Regions from separate parts of the Sus scrofa genome. Here region 2 is linked to region 1. A link is a contact called in public Hi-C data. All regions are on one chromosome and are shown on one strand. Each heading gives the region's core, a stretch centred on a gene start, on an enhancer-like site or on the middle of the called end of the contact. The rest is flanking DNA. Distances are from core to core; before and after follow the strand shown. Region 1 holds the start of ECE1 (endothelin-converting enzyme 1). Region 2 holds the start of LOC100627283 (SCAN domain-containing 1-like).

Evidence for each region. A called contact is a pair of places that touch in the nucleus more often than the background predicts.
Region 2: a Hi-C map of epiblast stem cells shows a contact between it and region 1, with 1.8 times the contacts expected there. The contact joins the promoter of LOC100627283 here to the promoter of ECE1 in region 1. A contact is called at or near these places in 1 of 47 Hi-C or Micro-C datasets (epiblast stem cells) and 1 of 2 datasets of contacts at active chromatin or transcription factors (alveolar macrophages).

What each region holds. Positions count from the first base shown.
Region 1 is chr6:79,463,825-79,468,181 of Sscrofa11.1, reverse strand. ECE1 (endothelin-converting enzyme 1) reads left to right here and starts at 2,355. Exons shown (of 20, transcript XM_021097679.1): 1 at 2,355-2,498. The coding sequence starts at 2,370.
Region 2 is chr6:80,010,257-80,014,513 of Sscrofa11.1, reverse strand. LOC100627283 (SCAN domain-containing 1-like) reads right to left here and starts at 2,302. Exons shown (of 2, transcript NM_001243578.1): 1 at 1,952-2,302.

The DNA of each region.
Region 1 (4,357 bases), core at 1,106-3,605:
GTAACTTGAATTTCTTTTTCAAGGATCTCTTCTATATGGGGAGTTCACACCTGTTAACTTAGTGTAACTGAGAGTCCCGGTTTCAAAAAAAGCCCAGCTGTAACCCAGGGTGAAGTGAAGCAGCCCGGGAGTCCCTGCCCTCTCTTGGGTAGGTCATGGGAACTCCTGCAACCAGGGAGTAAAGCAGAAGACCCAGAATTAAAATGCTTCCCACACACTCCCCCGGGGTCCTTAGATGTGTTTCATTTGTCCTTGGGTGTTACGAAATGCGATGCACAGGGATTTAAAGGCACTTCCCCAGAGTTATTTTCACTTCCCCTCCGCTTGTTCTAGCATTCACTTGAACAGCTTATTGAGCACCTATGATATGCCAGGTGATGGGGATTCTCTGTGCCTGACAACGTCCCAGCCCTGATAAAGCTCACAATTCTGGGGTGCGGGGGGAAGAGACAGATGCAAAACCCAACATAAATAAATGACAGTCTGCAATAAACACCATAAAGGGGAAGAGAGGGTGCCGTGATTGAGAATTTGGGGGTCTACTTTGGGTGGTTGGGACATTTGAGGGGGTGACATTTAAGCTGACATCTGAAGCAAGAGCCAGCCATGAGGGGAGTCGAGATGAGGAAAGAATGTTCCAGATAGAGGGAACCAGTTCTATAAAGGTCTGGAGGGAAGGACAGGAGTTCCTGTTGTGGCTCAGCAGTGGCAAACCCGACGAGTATTCTTGAGGATGGAGGTTCGATCCCTGGCCTCGCTCAGTGGGTTAAGAATCCGGCATTGCTGTGAGCTGCAGCATAGGTCACAGACACGGCTTGGATCCCGTATTGACATGGTGTAGGCTGGCAGCTGCAGCTTCAATTCAACCCCTAGCCTAGGAGCTTACATATGCTGCAGTCATGGCCCTAAAAATTAATAAAAGGTTTTGAGGGAAGGAGAAACTTGGAGAATCCAAGTAACAGAGGGAAGGCCAAAAAAGCTGAGTGAGTGAGGGTGGGAGCAGCACAAGATGAGGTCGGGGTGGGGAGGGGCCATGGCGGACTAGTCAAGGGACTGTCCCCACAGAGTTTAAGCAAGGGTAACAGGGTCAGAATTTCCTCTTAAAGGAAAATTACTCTGGCTTCAGAGAAGGCTATGAGAGGGCAGGAGGGGAAGTCAGGAGACCTCAGGAGCTTTCACTGTGGTTGTGACCCTGGAAGTCACCCCGGCCCTCTGAGCCTGTTCCATCACACATAGGCGTGACTGTGAGTCAACTATGGGGATGAACAGAAGCAAGCTTTGGACTCCTGGTCTCGCTGGACATGGAGAGTCCTTTGGAAAACTGCTGGGTCATGAGTTTCTGGGGTCTTGAGTGGGAAAGGGAGTGCTGGGTGCCCGGGAGTCCCTGCCTGAGCACCCCACATCTGAGACAAGGTGGAGGCAAGGGTCACCTCCCTGGTTTTTGAATAGCCCCAAAGCTGGAGTTCGTAATGTTTGGGGGAATAAAGTCACACCTTGGAGCCTGGGGGCCACCCACCTGAATGCACACACATAACGTTTTTCATTCTAGGTCAGAGGAGATCTCTGGAATTTTCTGAGATCATCATGAACTCTGGCTTAAAGACCCCTGAGCTAGAGGAAGAGGGAAATGAGAGGGAAGGCACAAACCTTTTTTATCCCACCTTTTTTTTTTTTTTTTTTTTCTAACCTTTCTAGCTCTGAAAGGTTAGAAAGGCTCCCCTCAACACACCTAAGGAATCTCTCTCTCGACTGTTGGGTTCCAAATTAGGAGCACTTTCCTAATACCTGATTTTTGGTATCTGCCCTAGAGGTTTATTGAAGGGGGGGGTATAACGTTTCTTAGAAGGAGGGATGGTTGTGAGCCCCCTTCCTGCCTGCTAGGGGTGGGGGACTCTCCCGCGACCTTTGGGAAAGGGAATAGCCACCCCCTCCGCGGAGACTCTCGGGCCTTGGGGCGGGGGTCTCCCCGTGGGGCCAGGGAGGGAAACAAGAGCCTCACCGATCAGGCCCCGCCCGCGAAGGTGGTGCGATGCCCGGCCCAGCCCCACAGCCCGGCCCGACCAGCCAGCCCAGCGGGCGCGGTGGTGTCGGTGGCGGTGGCGGCGGCGGCGACCGGGGCGTCGCGGGGCGCAGCATGCGGAGCTTGTGGCCGCCGTACCCGGTGGTCGCCGCGCTGTCGGCGCTGGGGGTGAGGCGCGGCGTTGCATACGCGGGGAGTGGGGTGGCGGAGGGAGGCGGGATCCCCCTCCCCCGCTGCGGGCCGGTCCGTGGGCCGGTCTCGGTGTCCCGGCCGGCCGGCCGGGGCGGGGCGCGGCGGCGGAGGCGGCTGGTGGCCGCTTCCCCATTCTCCCCATTTGGGCGCGAGAGCCATGGAGGCGCTGAGAGAGTCTGTGCTGCACTTGGCCTTGCAGATGTCGACCTACAAGCGGGCTACGCTGGACGAGGAGGACCTGGTGGACTCCCTCTCCGAGGGCGACGTGTACCCGAATCACCTGCAGGTAGGAGCCGCGGGCTTCCGCGAGCCCCCAGCCCCGGCCGACCAGGCATGCGCGCTGGTGCCGCCCCCGCCCCGCCCCCATCCTGCCAGCCGGGAGGGAGGGGGTCAGTGCTGGCAGCTCTGGATCGCTCTGGGCTCCGGGGAAGAAGCCTTTCGGGGATAGAAATGCTCCAGAGGCGCTGTGCTCCCCACCACCGGCCTCCCCACCCCGGCTCTGCGTGTCCCCAAATCCTCCGGACCACCTGCTACTTGGGGCCACAGCCCAGGTGGCAGAGTTGAAGGATCCTGCAGAGGTGAACTGGTCCTGTTGCCTCCTCACAGAAGGGGCCATTACTGAGTGCTGGGGGACTCGCCCAGGGTCACAGAGTCCATTAGTGGCTGAGTCTAATGCAACTGTCCCAGTTGTAGCATGGAAAGCCTGGGAATCCATCCATCCTGGACAAACTAGGACGGTTGGTCACCCTGTCTAGTAGGCATTACCCCATTCTCCCTCTTTCCCCCAGTCCCTGAGTTTCCTGGGGGGAGGAGCCTAGCCTCTGCCCCCTCATTCCCTGCCCCTCTTCAGCCTGCTCAGAAAGCCCCTTTCCTCCCCTACTGTGGTCTGTCCCTCTGGGTCTCAGTATGCCTACCACCTCCCTCTCTGATGGCAAAGCAGTGAGTGTGGCTGCTTTCTGCTCTTCTCCCCTGCGGGGCTGAGCTGGGAAAATCCTGGGAAGTGACCTCAGCCCTGGTGGAGCTTGGACTCTGGCAGGTGGGCGGGACCGAGTTGGAAATATGAAGGATGCCCAAGGGGGCCCTGGGATCTGCCTCCTGAAAAACAGCTTAGAGAGGGCTGGAGCAACCCAGTCCAGGAGGACTTCTGCCAGGCCGACCAAGGGAGCCGTTGAGAAGAGGCTTAGGACCTCCCAGTGAACTGACACCAAGTCACAACTCCTCTGGAGGGCTGGCTTAGGGTATGGGGCAACTTGGGCTGCCAGGCCCAAGGTTACTCAGGCATACCTCCTAGAAGCTGGGATAATAATAGTCATAAAGGGAAACAGCCTTGATCGAGCCCCTCCCCCAGGCTAGTTAAATAACCCCCCCAGGAGATCCAAACTCATGACCCCAAGTGGTCTGCCCAGTGGGATATGGCACCTTACCCACATCATCCCACCTAACCTTCAGGGTCACCCGCACCAGCTATAGGGATGACTGTTCTCACTTACAGATGAGGAAACTGAGGCTCTGAGGGGGAGACAACTTGCCTTAGGCCACAGAGCTGGACATCTGGGAGTGAGAAATCAAACCCAATCTATCTAGAACCCCTTCCCTGCAGACCCTTCTTAAGAGGCTAAATCCAACAGGAAATGAGATTTCTGTGGCAGGCACTTTTCACAAATCAAAACAGAATCTAATCAGCCATCTCTTTTTCAGTCTCATCTTTCACAGAAGGTTCTAAATATATCAGCACAAAAGCATTTCGGAATTCACAGCAAAATAATCTGCCCCGTTGTCATCACCATAACAGCAGCCCACATGGATATAGCCTTTTTCAGGCCTCAAAGTGCATTCAGCCACCGGAGGCTGCCTGGCAGGGTGGAGGCAGCCCAGTCTCTGAAGCTAGGGGCCCCAGTTTGAATTTGACACCACTTGTGATCTCAGGGGAGCTGCTTAATCTCTTTAAGCCACAATGCCCTCAATTGTAAAATAGGAGTTAGAGAAAATGGACATAATGCATATTACGGGGCCTGCTAGGGTTGTTGTTTTTACGAACTATGAGGTTAAGGACCCCCGTGGCTATGTTACACATGAAAGCTGAGTTTCTGAGGGACATTCCTGTGGTCACAGAGCTGTCATGTGGGTTGGTGTACACTGTTGGCG
Region 2 (4,257 bases), core at 1,053-3,552, 550 kb before region 1:
TGGACCCCTAGCCTGAGAACCACATATGCCACGAGTGTGGCCCTAAAAAGACAAAATAAAAAGAAGACTTCAGATGACAGTATAGAAATGACTATTTTAATCTTCAAATCAGGGATATCCAATCAAAGATTGTAACTCCTACGATGAAGTCACTTTACAAAGACCATCTTTTTGTCACCCTCTCGTCCAAGTCCTTTTCAGAGGTCCCAAGTGGCTCAGTGGATTAAGGATCTAGCATTGTCACTACTGTGGCTCAGGTTACTGCTGTGGTGAAGGTTTGATCCCTGGCCCGTGAACCTTCGGCATGCTTAGCCAAAAAAAAAAAAAAAAAAAAAAAAAATTAGTTCTTCCCTACTCCGTATTGCAGAAGTGTTGATATTTTAAAATCTCTCCTGCCTCAGAGATTCTTCCAAATCTGTTTCCTGGGCAACAACTGACAGAAGCCAACAATCACAACACTGACCAGCTCCCCTGAATTAAATAGTCCTCAGCTCCTAATACCTCTTTTCCAGTCACTGAACCATTTTCCAGGAGTCTTTGAACTGGTTCTGGACCCTGTAGGTGAGAGATTCTTCGAGTACACTGCTTCTTCTCATATCTGGGTTTCTATTCAATCAACAGGATGTGCTCATCCCCCAAAGTAAGTTGTTAACTAACTCACGGTAACAAGGACAAAAGCAGAATATCTCCAAAACTCAAGGGTACCCTGAAAGAAAACAAAATCTCGGGAACAACCTAAGCCTTCAACAGGGGAATGATTAAACAAATACTGTCCACCACTCAGTGGAATACTGTGCAGCCTTATAAGGCATGAACGAGGCTTAAGAGAGTCGATATGTAAAGCTGTCTCATAATACACAACCTCACAACCAAGGTGCCCTTCCATATGTATAGTATGATCCCATCTGGGGAAATAAAAATACACATAAGCATATACTGCCTGATGTATCCACAAACAATACCTGGAAGGTTATCAAAGAAATTCTTTTTAACCTCTGAGGAGCAGGAACAGTAAAAGAGGGAACATTTTCCATACATCTTTTTGTATTTTCTTGTAAACTATAACTGTTACTTTCACAACTCAAGAGGAGTCGTTTCCAGTTTCCTCCTCTGGCCCCAAATCATTCCGAGTGAAAACCCTAATCCACTTCGGAAAACACCTTTTACTAATTATTCTAGTTCCCAGCACTGGAGATCTTCACCATCCGACTGCTAGGTACAATCTCAACGGTCAGTGGGCCGGTTCTCACGGTTGGTTCTGAAAGATGAACCAGCTCCGCAAATGTACCTAGCTTATTAAGTCCTATCAGTTTTTAGAAGCCCACCTGCCATGCCAGACCGAAATGCTTACCCTTACCAATTAATACCTCCAGTTTAGGGCACCTTTATTTCCTATCTGACACTGTGCTGAGCATTTCACATTCCCTACGTGATCCTCTTAGCGACTCTGGTTAAATTCCCGATCTGACTCTCCAACGCCCCAGTTGCCTCCAGTAACAGCAGCCTGCCCGGCTGTTGGCCATTGCGGGCCAGACATTCCGCAGCAGCTTTCCCTCGTCCAAAGCTCCCGATAGGACCGTTACTGTCATTTCCATTCAGATAAACAATCTGAGGCTTGAGGAGAGGAGACTTGCCCAAGGTCCAAAGCGTGGGACCACTCAGCCCGGTACAAAAGTCACCCGCATCCCGGCGGGGAGGTGGGCCGACTCCTCCCACCACCTGGGTGCGGCTCAGAGGGCAGAAATCTGGCCGGAAAAGGCTCATCTGCGGCTCCAGAACCGGGCCGTCCTCCTCCGGAGCTGAAGCGGGGACCCAAAGCCACGGCAGGCCGAGCAGCCGGCACACCCCGCGGGCAGGGCCTCCCCCTCCTAGGGCAGCGGCGCCGGCGCCCGTTCCTACCGGACGGTGCGCGGGGGAAGGGGAGGCGCAGGGGGCGGGAAGGGAAGTTCACCTGCGCAGGTGCCCCTCAGAGGGCGGGGGGACCGGGCGGCTCGCGATGAAACTAGAGGGCCCTCCACCGGGTCCAGGAAAAGGAAACCAGCTCCCCGGCCCCGAGCTTTGTAGCCCACCGCCGGAACCGGAAGCCGCGCCCATCCCGGAAGCTGGAAGCGGAGGGGGACCGGGGTTCGAGAGGCGGATCTCTCTAGGCCTTGGCGGTGCTCCGCAGCTTCATGGTCTTAGCGGGCCTTGGCCTCTTGGCCTCCTTCAGTCCCCAGTTCTCCCGACCGTGCGGAGCTTTTCCGCTTCAGGGATGGCCTTTGTCTTACTGAGCCCCAGTCTGCCCAACAAAATGGAAAGAGGATGAAGCAGGAATTGAGACACTCCTGGAGCCTGCCCGCAGTGGAGTCAGCGCCCCACCCTGAGGTTACACCCTTGGTTGGGCCTTTGCACCACCCAGAGGAAAGAAACCAAAATAGAGCGCTGGCTAGCTGCTCTTGGGAGAGAGTGGTCTGCATAGATTCCTGTGGAAATCACTCCAGATGAACAGAGGGTGCAGTCTATTAGGTTTCTGTGTACCCAGATAGACCTACCCAGATAGTGGGCATGTGTCAGTGGGGCCGACTGTCCGGGAAAAGACCCCAATGTGCATAGGAGGCTAAATCTTAGCCCTGTGTGTCTCTTCCCCAAGACTTTCCAATTGCTGATGGTTAACGAAATTTTGGTGAGTTCCCATTGTGGCTCAGCAGATAGGAACCCAACTAGTATCCATGAGGATGCGGGTTCCATCCCTGGCCTCACTCAATGGGTTAAGTATACAGCGTTGCTGTGAGCTGTAGTGTAGGTCGCAGATGCAGCTGGGATGGACCCCTAGCCTGGGAAATTCCATATGCCGAAGGTGCACCATAAAAGAAAAAAAAGAACCGAAAATGTGGAATTTCCTTGGGGCTCTGTGGGTTAAGCATCCGGTGTTGTCACTGCTGTGGCGTGGGGCTTTTGGGGGGGTATTTGTTTTTGTTTTTCTATTTTGTCTTTTTAGGGCTGAATGCTCCACGGCAGGAGGTTCCCAGGCTAGGGGTTGAATCGGAACTATAGCCACTGGCCTATGCCACAGCCACAGTAACTCAGGATCTGAGCCTCAGTCTGGGACCTACACCACACCTCATGGCAATGCCCGATCCTTAACCCACTGAGTGAGCCAGGGATTGAACCTGCATCCTCATGGATACTAGTCAGATTTGTTTCTGCTGAGGCACTATGGGAACTCCTGTGGCATGGGTTTGATGGAACTTGCCTGCACAGGTGTGGCAAAAAAAAAAAAAAAAAACTGAGATTTTGAATTCTTACTAAGCTGCTTTGAGTCTCAGTCTGGGCGCAAGGTTAAGCAGCACAGCCTGGGAGTTCCCATTGTGGCTCAGTGGTTAACGAATCCAACTAGGAACCATGAGGTTTCGGGTTCGATCCCTGCCTTGCTCAGTGGGTTAAGGATCTGGCATTGCCATGAGCTGTGGTGTAGGTTGCAGACACGGCTCGGATCCCATGTTGCTGTGGCTCTTGTGTAGGCTGGAGGCTACAGCTCCAATTCGACCCCTAGCCTGGGAACCTCCATATGCTGCAGGAGCAGCCCTAGAAATGGCAAAACAAAACAAAACAAAACAAACACAGCCTGTAAGAGGAAATGCGGAGATGCTAACCAAGGCAGCCTTCCCAATTCACTCTTAATCCTGAAGGGAAGGAATTTACTCCTTCCGACTTGGCCTATGCAAGTGAGGTGGGCTAGGAAATAAAGAGGGCTCCTCTGTGCTTCCTGCTGATTTATTACCCCAGAGCCAAAGTCCATGATGAAGGGAAGATGTACTTTTGTCTTCACAGCCACCACTGGTCAGTAAACTCCTGGATGGCCAGGTTCTCCAGCTGGTGAACCATGGCCCTATCCCTACCTCCCTTAGTGACTATGGGCCCTTCCCCCATTCCCTCCTAAAATGCTATTTCCACCTTTCACCTCCTCTTAGCCTCGGTTTCACCATCTGTAAATTAGAGGGTTGGACTAGATTATGGATATCGAGTTGTCATCTCTCCACCTCCACCAATTCTTGGGTTCTCTCAGAATGCTTCCGAAAACTGCTCAGGTGGGAAGTTTGGGGAGAGGGGCTGCAGGGAGCCCTTTGTGTCCCAGAGCAGCTCCAATTTTATAGGTTTATAAATTTATATAAATGTATATGAAATTTATATGAAAGTATGTATGTTGTGTCTCTGCATAAGATTATTGTATCATTTAGGACAAAATTCAAACTCTATACTGTGCCCCAACACTCTCAT